Linked DNA regions of Bombyx mori: region 2 is linked to region 1. Evidence: chromatin contacts called from public Hi-C data. All regions are on one chromosome and are shown on one strand. The core of a region is the stretch at or near the end of the contact, and the rest is flanking DNA. Distances in the headings are between cores, read along the strand shown.

The links. A called contact is a pair of places that touch in the nucleus more often than the background predicts.
Region 2: a Hi-C map of whole pupa shows a contact between it and region 1, with 3 times the contacts expected there. The contact joins the promoter of LOC101746009 here to the promoter of LOC101745429 in region 1. A contact is called at or near these places in 4 of 7 Hi-C or Micro-C datasets (middle silk gland, posterior silk gland and whole pupa).

Annotation. Positions count from the first base shown.
Region 1 is chr18:7,613,045-7,619,014 of ASM3026992v2, forward strand. It overlaps LOC101745429 (methylenetetrahydrofolate reductase (NADPH)), which reads right to left and starts at 2,789. Exons shown (of 7, transcript XM_062673676.1): 1 at 2,305-2,789; 2 at 1,485-1,650; 3 at 1-1,175. The coding sequence starts at 1,502. LOC101735332 (N-alpha-acetyltransferase 38, NatC auxiliary subunit) reads left to right here. Exons shown (of 3, transcript XM_062673686.1): 3 at 2,908-3,161. The coding sequence ends at 2,969.
Region 2 is chr18:7,740,260-7,747,091 of ASM3026992v2, forward strand. It overlaps LOC101746009 (mitochondrial tRNA-specific 2-thiouridylase 1), which reads right to left and starts at 4,159. Exons shown (of 5, transcript XM_038017370.2): 1 at 4,012-4,159; 2 at 3,588-3,938; 3 at 3,290-3,516; 4 at 2,698-2,865; 5 at 2,165-2,486. The coding sequence starts at 4,087. The coding sequence ends at 2,187.

The DNA.
Region 1 (5,970 bases), core at 1,539-4,038:
TATTCCCTTTGTATGGGCAGTGATTTACTATGTGAAACACAAACAATATCGAAAGCGTCTATACGCAGCGGAGCAATTTTGTGTTCCAAAGCCATCTCTACCGTATTCATGATATTATTTGAGCCGCTGTACAAATTCCAATCTTTTTCAAAAATTCCAAGTTTATTACCTTGTTTTATGATACACATCAAAGCATATGGTTCTTGTTTAAAGTTGTTTTTCATTATCTTTTCTATGAATACTCCCAGTAAAGATGGAAATCTTTTTAAAGTTGTTAGACACCAATAGTTACTGAAGTTTTGAATAGATTTCTCTGTTCCTTCTTGAAAAAGGCTAATGGTGGAGTTTAGAAAAATGTTGCACCATTCGGCGACACATTTTATTCTTTTCAAAATTGCAAAATACATATCAGCTCCAGCAGACACCAAGCTGGGAATATTGAGGCTGCTAAAAAGGCCCTGAGCCCAATCATTTTCAGACATTAATACTAAAATGTTTTTGCAGTCTACATGAATTACTTCACAGAGCATTAAATACTTGGCCTTATTCCAATAAAATTGATTAATTTCTTTTAGTGTTAAAAGGTACAATACATCATCAAGAGTAGTTAATAGAGTATTAAAAATACTCTTAAGTAGATCTCGTACTCCAGTAATGGGGTTTTCCCAGTTATGATTGATAACATTCATTAATTTAATTTGATTGTCTCTCTTAAAAATTGTTGTTTGCCATTTAGTATTACATACTTTTTTAAATGATTTCATTATTTTAAAGGCAAGAAAAGTGAATTGCGTGTATTCATATCCCATTATAATTAGTAAATCAAAGGTTAATTGCAAAACTCTAGTAAAATTAATTATATCTCCTGCACACTGAGAAGTAAGAAAATTTGATTGGAATAAACCATACATTAATGCAATGTTGCATTGTGAAATTTTCAAATTGCCAGGTTTTAAATTTTCAATCTCAAATTCAAGAATTTTTTGTATCCCATTGATATACCTATCACAATCATCAGTGTAAGAAGCAATTGTATAAAAGCATATGGAACATAATAATTGATCATCAATTTTGCTAAATTTTTTTTGCAAGGAATTCCACAATAAGTTTGCTATATTATTCCATGATTTACAATGCTTCCCTGAATCACACTCTTTTGCCATCAGTAAAATTTTCTGAAATTAATTATTATGTACATGAAATATAATTTTATAAAAATATATTTGAGTATCTGTAATATTTTATGATTATTTGTTTGAACTACTCTCATACAAACTGTGTACTGTATGTGTTCTTTATGAAAATCTTCACTAAAATGCCAATAACGACTTATGAATTTATGAAACACAAACAAACAATTGCATTGCTGAAGTCCATGGGCGACGGTAACCACTCACCATCAGGTGGGCCGTATGCTCGTCTGCCTACAAGGGCAATAAAAAAAAAAAAAAAAAAAAAAAAAAAAAAAAAAAAAAAAAACAAACCACAAAGTATGATTTCATATTTACTCTGCCTCATTACTTTTGTAATATTCCAACAATTTAACTTGTTATATTTTTAATACCTGTAAAATTTCCACTTTTATTTCTTGTTTGGTTTCATTTGCACACAACAAGATCTCGAGAATTTCATCCATTCTAGTTTTTAAGTCTGAAATTAATAATAAAAAACCCATTTAAAATAAATTGATTCATAAACAATAATTTGTGTATTATCTTACTATACTAACCTATGTTTATAGAATGTCCAGTTTAAAAAACGTATTCTATTAAATGGTTTGGACAATAAAACTGCAATTTCAAATCTATAATAATTTACTACTTAAACTAAAAATATACAACAAAAACATATTTTTTAAACATATTCATTGTGAATCTTTTATGGGTTCATAACCCTCTTTTTGCATTTTTTCTTTAAATACATTGAAATCTCGTTTTCTATCAAAATGCGTAACCCATTGGGTAGGGCAGGACTTTTCAAATATTTTCCTAAAGTTCGTACAAGCTAATGGTTTCTGTGAACTGTCCTTGATATTCTGAGAGTCTAAGCACTCCCAGTATTTATCTCTGGCGTCCCAGCACTTTTTTCTTTGCTCTTTATCAGGAAAGGACATCCTTATCTACGTAAATTGAAATCAAAACCTAAAAGAGAGTAAATTTGTGTAACTTATATGGTTATGCTTAACATAACAGAATCCTTTATTTTAACTTACTTAGACAAAGCTAGCGATAGGTTTCGTATATTCCCAAATATTTATTTAAATGTTTTATATGTTTAAACGAATAAATAAGTAAATATTCTCACTTTAGTGATAGTATAGATATTAGATGTCAGAATTCGGATTTAAAGAATAACCTAAAAACTTAAAACCGTTGTCAACTTGACACAGTCTAGTAATGTCAAATGCCAATTTGACGTCAATGTAGTTTGAACTTCTGAACATCAAAACAGCCTTGTTTCTTATTTCCTACACCTTTAAAAGTGCTAAAATTGTGTTTGTTGACTGCATATTTCGGTCACTTAAACCTATGACTTAAACGGTTTATGTGTTTACTGTGAGAGCGAAGTAACATAAGGGAAGCTAATTACACTGAGACTGGTTAGACGTCGATCCCGATACGTTTTATAAAAGTGTACATGAAGCCAATATAAAGCCTAGCTGAACTACGCTGTAAAATTGCTGCAGTAAAAAAAATAAACGCAAGTAGTTACATACGATTGATCAAAATATTTTTTCTGAGGCAATGCAGAGCGTGTAGTCGTGCCGAAGACAAACAATTTGAACACTTAAGTTATTTTAGGAAAAATAAACATATTACAATATTTTAACTGTTTTATTATAAAAAATTTTTGTCGAGTTTTTAATGCCCCTAGTCATCTTGATAATCTTGATATTTTCATTTATAGATACAGAAGCAGCAATTGTACCATTTGTGGCGTTTAAGAACGCACCTTTTTATGATGCGTAAGCCGGAACGCACGAGAGGTGGGAAAGTCAGGGAAAGAGAAGATAGGCTGTGACACGGGACCTTCTTACCGCCAAAAAAATTTAAAACGTAAATTAATTTATACATAATGTGTTTATTATGTAACTAATATAATATTATATAATAACTTGAATTGTTTATACCGTTACAACAATAAAATTTCTATTGTTTCAACTGTGGTGTTAATTACATAAAACAGGATTTTACGGCGAAATAAAGGGACTCTATTTAGATTCCCTCATTGGTGACCCCAACGTGATTTGAAAATCTTAATAAAATGAGCTATTTTTTATCTATCTTTCCTGGGGTAGTACATTACTTTTTTTATAATTACGGTTTCAAAGCTAACGCTTAAAACGCTTTAACCATGACTTAATAAAACTTTTTAATTTCTATACTAAATTCACACTGCTAATTAATGGGTTTGTTGCTGCATTCAATAGCATAGTTTTTATGGATTTCATTTTAAAGAAATCTCTGAAAAGTTATGAAATTTACGATCACACCTTCTAAATATAAGATGTTGATTATCTAAATTTTCATAAACTTACTTATTATCACTTAGCTGGGTGAAATGGATTTTGGTTTTTATTTTTCCCTGAACTAGTAGGTACCACTTAACTCGTCACCCTGTACCCGTGACTTTGAGTTTCAGGACACCCTTATAAAACCCGAGTGAACAAGCCAACGGCCTGTGTACATATCTATAAGGTTTTTTTTGTCAGATCCCTGGCCCCCGCTCGACGGCGGCGGGCTTGTGCGTCTGTCACGCCCCCTGTCGCCTCCTACGAGATGGTGCACTCGCAGAAGTCGAGCATCGCCTTCCACAACTCGTCGCCGCCGAGCATCGATGCCACAACACTCGGCAACGACAAGTCGTTAAATATCAATAAGGCTGCCCCACTCTTCAAACTGAAACGAATTACTGATATTCAGCGGTGCTCTGTTAAACCCGTGCAAAAGGAGGGCCTATCAGCTGACACTGCTGACAGTCGGAGTCATCGACCTTCGTAATCATTCTGTTAGATTGATGGTTCGCACAGTACGGACATGCTAAAACAATAACGAATAAGTATAATATGTTTTTGTATATATTACAATCGACAAAAATTAAAATTACTGACTACTGTACATTATTGATCATCCTAATTGCTTAATCAAATTACAAACACTTTGCATCTTGTTCATAGTAAAAAAATGGAAATGATTTATATTAATTTGTTCTTTTAAATCTTGAACCATTTTCTTGATTACTTCACTGCAGGGAGCCCCTGATTGCTCTTTACTCTTTATAATATTAACGAAATTATCAGAAACTTTTCCTTTGCACATATTTAGAAATTTTGCTAATTGATCATAGTTTTCGAATAGAAACACTCCTGGTAATATAGGAGCTTTAATACCGCAATTTTCACATTGTTCGATGAATTTCTTTAGAACTTCAGGTTCGAAAAACGCTTGAGTAACGATAAAGTCAGCACCATTTTCCAATTTTTGCTTCAATTGCAATAATTTTTCATCTGAACAATCTGGAAAACCAGCTATGCCTATGCAGAAGTAATCCCCTGTTTTCTCTCGAATGTACTTAATAAGTTCTGTAGTGCTTTTGAAGTCAGATGTGTCAGGGTTGTAATTGTCTGTAACACAAACATAGATATCCAATTTAAAAAAAGATGATTTTCTTCTTTATTGAAATCTTGTGTTTCCGCACCTAATCAACAAATTTTATTGTTTTTCGCCTTTTTGAAAAAAAATCTAATACAGATAATTAAAATTCCGTAAATTTGAAAACAATGATTAAAAATATAACATACCTCCTAATATAACGAACAAATTACAAATGTCTTGTTCTTTTAAAAATATCAAGAGTTGGTCCAAATAGCTCATTCTGAGCATATCACATGTTAAATGCAATAAAACATTTTTTCCTTTACTCTTGAGAAGACGCACAGTTTGAAGTGGATCGATTTCCAGATTTTTACATTGGTGAGCCTTCGCGTGCCATGTTACGGAGAAAAACACAGGGCTCATCTCCAAAGCATTGATTTCATCTTCACATATATTCGGAGTTAACTCGAAAGAGAAAGTGAAACCGGGAATGTTTATTAAGTCGGTTATTTTCTTTCTTTCTGATGACATTTTCTGTACCTTAAAGTTAATAGTATATATGTTATTTAGATATTTAAAACAAATTTTTATCACAAAAAAACTCACCAGTTAAAGTATAGTGTAAAAAGATCAATATGGCGTTCCAAAAAACAGAAAAATTATACTTTGTAACTGTTTAATATAAGTAATGAAAGAGTTAAAATAGTTTCGTTTGGATCTTATTGTACATACAAATTTTACAATTTCAAATAATTACCACATTAATACGACCAATTATACACGACCAAATGCTTTCCGACCTCAGTATCGTAATGATGATAAGCGCAATATTGTCCACATTATGTCATTAATATTAGGTTATCGGATAAAACGAATTATGTTCGCATTCAATAGTAACAAGAACAGTGTGGATTGCTGGTCTAATCATAACTAAAAAAACTAAAAAACGACTGCAACAAATATACATATCTTATTTATTACAAATAAACAGTCCTCTATTTCGATAAGTTAATACTTACTGTCGTCAACGTATTGTTTTATTCTTATTTTGACAAGAACCTATCTGGTCACGAACTTAATGGTCACTGCCATGGACACCAAAAATATTACCACTACAGATACATCACGACTAGGCATTTGAACTTGCATGGATTGTGTATCCTTTATCTAAACATACGTGGTGTCATTTACATTACTTGGAGACTCCGGATAATAGAAATAACTTGAAATCGGTACTCTCTTGCAACATTCACTTTTTTTTTCTTTCTACATATTCTAGTAACCTCGAGGGGCTATACAAGATTCACTGAGCGAGTAGGTGAGCTCACGGGGCTCTAACCTATGGACGTTGCTAACGCTGGCTCTAGCAAGAACA
Region 2 (6,832 bases), core at 2,909-5,408, 130 kb after region 1:
CAATTCAATTAAATTGCCATTTTTCTTTAATAAATCTAAAATCGACTTTATATTTACAATCACTATTTCGCGACTTTTAAGTTTTTGTTTCAAAACCTTAACATCTTGTCGTAATTTTGCTTTTCTCGGGGTATTTTTTATTTCTTGCGTTTGAGTACTTGATTCCTCTTGTTTGACCTTTATATAGGACATTTTCCAGAAATGCCAGTCATATTTACTAGAAGATCCTCCTCGTTCGCTTAACGTCAGGCAAATGATATACATGCTTGCGTGCGACGCTATTCAATACAATAAAAAAGTTCCAAAAATACCACGTGATGGCTCTTATAATATGAAAAATACATTGCAAAATTATAGTTTTTCACGATTGTTTTTTCAAATTTAGTATATGACATAGATTAAGTACAATTTACAAGACAAATGGTATTAAATATTATAATAAGAAATAATATCTCACATTTTAAAAATATATGCTCACACTAGTAAAAATTTATCAATGAATCTGACATATGGAAGGATATTCCACAAACTGGAGAGGATTCTCGCTTACAACCACTTACAATACAAGTATCCACCATGATTACACGGAAACTTTCACGATTTTCGAAAAAAACAAGCCACAAGCTGTATCAGTGCCCTTTTAACTTAGAACTACAAACGTAAATAGACGCCATTTTTCTTTTAATCCATTCATAGCTCTTTTTCGGTGATGCCAACAATTAATCTGGCTTCCCACCAAATTCAACATGAAAACCATCAGAAATCTACCTACCTACCATTTAATTTTCCATTAAACAGAGTTTTTATTATTATAGAACAAAAATTTTTTTGTTAATGAGTTTTATTAATATATGATGTTTTATCAAAAATCAATATATATCATATAATCAATACTTCTTATATAATTTATTTCAATAAATTATCATCATCAGAAACTAATTCCACCATAACTTTGTACGTTTCTTTTGAACCAATTTAATTTTTGACGTTGATGAAAATTCTAAATTGTCGCAACATTTTCTAGTTAAGTTTAAGTCACATCGTTTAAATAATATATATTTAGATATATTATTGTCATAAAATGTTTAAAATCCTGTAAAGTGGATTGATTTTAACCTTTTCGATAATTTTCAACAACGCCCAAGCTACTAAAAAATCCACTAACCACTAAAAGCCATTTTTGATAACTAAGACAGGGGTCCAAATTACGAGATTTTGTGGAAAATCCTCTAAGCTAGCAACATTGCTTTTTGTTTGTAAAATGTGCGAGAGGGACACCACCACTTAATAATCATTCTCTTTTCAGACCGTTTTTCCTTACATCTTTTGCTATTTAAAAATAAGCTTTAAGCCATAGAGATAAAGTATATTTTTAGTTTTTATGTCAAACGAAGTAAGCACTCCAGTTAGAATAGTAACTCTATGGTACCTACCTAGTAGTTCTCTTTTTTCTAACTTGAAAGGCAAAAGTATCTTACCAAACAGCTTAATCTTTTACATGTTCTGTTTTATGAAAAAGAATATGAAGCAAAATGAAATGAAGTTAATTAATTTGAAACATAAATAAATTGACATGAAAAAAAATGAGATGAGATAGGATGAAATATAATCTCCGTAAAATCGTGGTTAGAGATCTCGAGTAGCCACGTCCAGCCGCTTTGTGTCATTTTCCCACATTTGTACACTTTCACAGATACTAACCAGTTATAAACCACCATTAATACACATTTAAACCTGAAGAAACAATAGAAGGGATAGAGAAAATCCGGCAATAAGCTCAGCGGACTGATTCTAAGTTTTGTTCTACGACACTTTCTCGTGAGTTTTGACGAATAGAGAGAGAGACTTGGATGTTGCCATCAACACCATAGTATTCCCTATATTTCTGCTAACTTTTCAGGGGAATTTTTAGTTTCAATTATTTTGACATAATTTGGTAGGTTTCCTACACAAGTTTCAAGATTTCAACATTTAAGTGTTCCAGGATAAAAGAGTTAAGGGTTATTGGAACCCATAGACAATTAAATGCAGATGCCACCACTTCACGTATAAGATAACATCAAAGTCTCAGTTTGATTATAATATTTGTTCCACATATCCAATACAAATTTAGTCCTGAACTTTCAGCTGATAAGTTTTAGAATGTGTACATACAATACATACATTAATTGCTAAGCATTTAATTATTAAAAAACAAAATTGTGACAAATGTTTTTCATTTTGGCACTACCAAGACATTCTCCATCTTTATAGAGTACTGCATATTGTCCTTCAGTAATTGCTCTTAAATTATTTTTTAAGATGATAGTAAGTCCCTCGGAATTTTTCACAGTTTTGCATGGAGCTAAAGGTTTTGTATGCTGGAACCTAAAGTAACAATTAAGCACCCCATTTTCTGTTAATTCAAGAGGTTCTCTCCTAATCCAGTGAGGTGGCATAGTGATGCAAATATTGTTCCACAATGCTGAATGTTTTGTTCCTGCAACCTGTAATTTATAATATATTTTTATTTAATAAACAACAAGTGAAGAGATCAAAAAGAGAGAGATTGATGGACACAATATGATACTCCAGTATCTACAGACCAAAGTCACAATTCAATTTAAGTAATTATGAAAGTTTGAAAATGTGTTCAGGAACAGCTTATAAGATATCCGAATTGCTCTTAAACTCGAGTAAGTATTAAAATTAACAAACCACATAAATGTTATTCGTTGCCAAGTCTTTCTTCAATACAAAATATGCATCTCTACAATTGGGCAGGCAACATCTTTGACCTACTGTCCACTTGTGCAAACCTTCGTGTACACCAACAATCCTTCCAGTATCTATATCTATGAATTGTCCTTTTTTTGTATCAATGTACTGTAATATAAACAACAGAAACAATGAATTATTTTTTACAACATAAACATCACATTATATTGCAAAATTTAATCATTTTGAAAGTTGAATGAGTTTTGGATCCATGTTCATGAACATTATGAGATAGAAATTTCTGCTCTCCTTTTTACTATTACCTACCTCCATACCAGATTAGTCAACGTGCATCAATACAGAAACTACAGTTAATTCATAACCCTTTTTTAAGATTTATTTCTATTACTTTTCCAAGAACCATGACATAACCCTTTTAAAAACATGGATTGCCAGAAGCAGGCAGCTACGTACTTAAGCTATAGAAGTAAAAGCCAAAAAAATATACATTTCTAAATCAGCTCTTGACAGGAAAATATATATTTTTTCAATTATTTTCAAGTCTGTTAAATTATGTAAAAACTAAACTTACTTCTGCAATAAAATCTTGAAACTTTTTTTTACCTATGAAGCATATTCCTGTGCTATCTTTTTTATTCGCTACATTTAGAAGACCTTCCTTTTTAGCAATTTCTCTCACTTCAGTTTTTAATAAATTGGCAAGAGGAAACATACATCTTTTTAAGGAGTATTGTTTTACTTGTGACAGAAAAAAGGTTTGATCTTTGAATTTATCCTTTGGTTGTAATAATTTAACATCTGCAAAGATTAAGAATTGTAATGAAGTATAGTTTACTTCAAATTATTGTAAAATTTAAAAGTTAAACAACCTTCCGTCTTATTGTAGTACTCCAGAAAGGGTCCAAAAGATGTGTTTGCATAATGTCCAGTTGCTATCACATCAATACCTAAATTGTTCCTGCAATGTTGATAAAAACTATCAAATTTTATGTATCTGTTGCATAGAATGTCAGGGTTTGGAGTGAATCCCGTTTGATATTCTTGTAGTAACACAGTGAATACTTCATTCCAGTATTCTTTGATGAAATATACTCGGTGTAACGGAATATTTAGCTTACGACAGACAAACGTAGCGTCTGCAAAATCGTTTTCATCAGAACAATAACCCGCTTCGTAATTGCTGTCCCAGTTTCTCATGAATACGCCTTCCACCTGATACCCTTGAAAAAAATATGCTGATAACAGTTTCGGCCTGTTGTTTATTTTTGTTTAATTTCTTGACAGCTCTCTCACCAGCTCGTTTAAGTAAAAGCGCTGCAACTGCACTATCAACTCCTCCAGAAACTCCCAATGCTACTTTATGGAACATTTTTATTAAGCGACAAAAATTCGAATTTCTCTAATCAAACAGGGAGCAATAACCTTCGCTTCTGTTATCATAGATATATTTTTTGGTACAATTTTCCTTATTAGGAAAGGCAAGGGGATCTAAGCACATACTGCCTTGTCTGTTCTGTATATTTTCTGAAATAAATTTTCAACAAAGCCAAAGACAGCTCTTATATGATTTATATTATATCCTGAAATAAAAATTTCATTTTAATGAAAGCGAAGTCCGAAAAACGAAGCCAAGTCCTTTATAATTTTTTCCTCATATCATAAGATAGTAGTAGCAGTTTTATTTTCCAAATGGAAAGGCAAAGGTATCACACCATACAGGCCTAATCTTTTATATATATTTCTTTTTATGAAATATAATATTATAAAATGAAATGAAGCTGATTAAAATGAAACATGGCATGGCATGGCATGGCATAAAATGAAATTAAATTAAATGAATTGAAATGAGATGAGATATGATATAAATAGACAAAATAAAACAAATCACACAACTTCACTGCTCACGTTCCCGCCAAAATGCCTGATATTTAATACACTAATTTCTCTGCTCCATAGAACTAGTTCTACCCTCCATACATAGAACCTACACTTATTATTTAAAACTCTATTTTTTTATATAGAGGATAGAAGCAAGGAATACCATCCTGACGTAAAAAAAGGCGTCCGCTGAAAGGGAGCCGCTGATTTTTCATTTTATGAATTTGGGTGCCGGAATATGGGAGAAACAATTTTTTTTTATTGTTTGGATGTCTGGACGAGCTTACAGCCCACCTGGTGTTGAGTGATTACTGGAGCCCATACAACGTACTCACCTTAAGATATAAGTTCTACGGTCTCAGTATTAGGGTTACAACGGCTGCCCTACCTTTCAAACCGAAACGCATTATTGCTTCACGACAGAAATAGGCAAGGTGGTGGTACCTACCCGAACGGACTCACAAGAGGTCCTACCATCAGTAATTATGCAAATAATAAATTTTTGGGTTTGATTTTTACTACACGATGTTATTCCTTCACCGTGGAAGTCAACCGTGAACATTTGTTAAGTACGTATACCATTAGAAAAATTGGTACTCGCCTGCGGGATTCGAGCACCGTTGCATCGCTAGATACGAATGCACCCAACGGCGGATCCAGGGCGGGGGAGGATCATAGGGGTCATGACCCCCCTCCCCCCCCGAGCTGGTTTCAGGACTTAGGTGGACCACTAATTGAACATATTTTTTTGATTCATGATTTTATTTATATATTTTGTCATACCTTCAATATTTAATTTATTTAATGTAATCACTTTGTATGATAGCCAAGGTTTGGGAACGAACGAAAATTTGAATTTTACCGCGTCACACTTGCGCGCGCTTTTCGACTACGTAACGTCTAGCTAGACCTAAGAAGACATAAATAAAAAATAAAATAAAAATAAAAAAATAAAAAAGCCTTTTATTTCTTGCTTTTCATACCAAAAAAAATTTACACTATTAATATGCCTGCAAAATCATTCACATTTTTAAATTTATTATCCAATATTTTAAATAAAAACGAAATAATTTTTAATTTAATCTTGATTATGATTTTTTGATTATGTACATGTTATGAGTGATAAGAAGTATTGAATTGTGTTCTTATTTTAAGAAATAATATACATAACATTTGGAATAATTTTTACATTGAAAAGTACTAAATAATGATTTAATTGGTTAAATTAGTCAGGGTTTATTTATGTTAGCAAGAACCCTCTCAATGAAAGGTGAAGGCCTCCTCCAGAGATGACCAGTACTCTCTATTCTCTGCCACTCGCGGCCATTGTACACCTGCTACTTTTATGATGTCATCTGCCCATCGTGTAATTGGTCTACCTCTTTTCCTCTGTCCTAGTGGACCACGCCATGATGTTGTCTTTGCGGTCCAGCGGTTGTCGCTGAGCCTCGCTACATGTCCAGCCCAACGCCATTCCAGCTTTTGTGAATAGCTGAGAGCGTCGATGGCTTTTGTTTTCTGTCTTATAGTCGTATGGCGGATCCTTTGGATTTTCTTAATTTTCAAGATGCTTCTTTCCATGCTCCTTTGACAGGATATAATTTTATTTTTTACTTTTCTGGTAAATTTCCATGTTTGACAGGCGTATGTTAATGAGGGTAGTAGGCAGGTGTTCATGACTTTCGTTTTCATCCGTATGGTCATATCGCTTTTGAGTATTTCTTTGAGACTCCAGAACTTTTTCCATGTGTTGTTGATCCTTCTCTCCACTTCCAATTCATTATTTTGTTGGTTGAATGAAACTTGCTTACCCAGATAAATGTAAGCACCGACATATGCTAAAGAAGAATTTTCAAGATATATCGGTCTTTCGATATGGTTCGTCATGATATTGGTTTTTGTTAGATTGATCTCCAAGCCTACTTTACGACTTTCTTCATGTAGAGTGTTTATCATTATTTGCAGTTGGTTAATACTTTCTGATAGCAGGGCTATGTCGTCGGCAAATCTCAAATGGCTCAAGTAACATCCATTTATATTTATGCCAACTCTTTCCCAGTTTAACTTGCCAATGATGGACTCTAGCACCGCTATGAAGATGGTCGGCGAGAGTGGGTCTCCCTGTCGTACGCCTTTTCTTATTTGTATGGGTGGCCCTGTAGTTTCCAGCTTCACTCTGCTAGTGCTGTTGTCGTAAATATTTTTTAGGACTTTTATGTAATCTAGTGGTACTTGT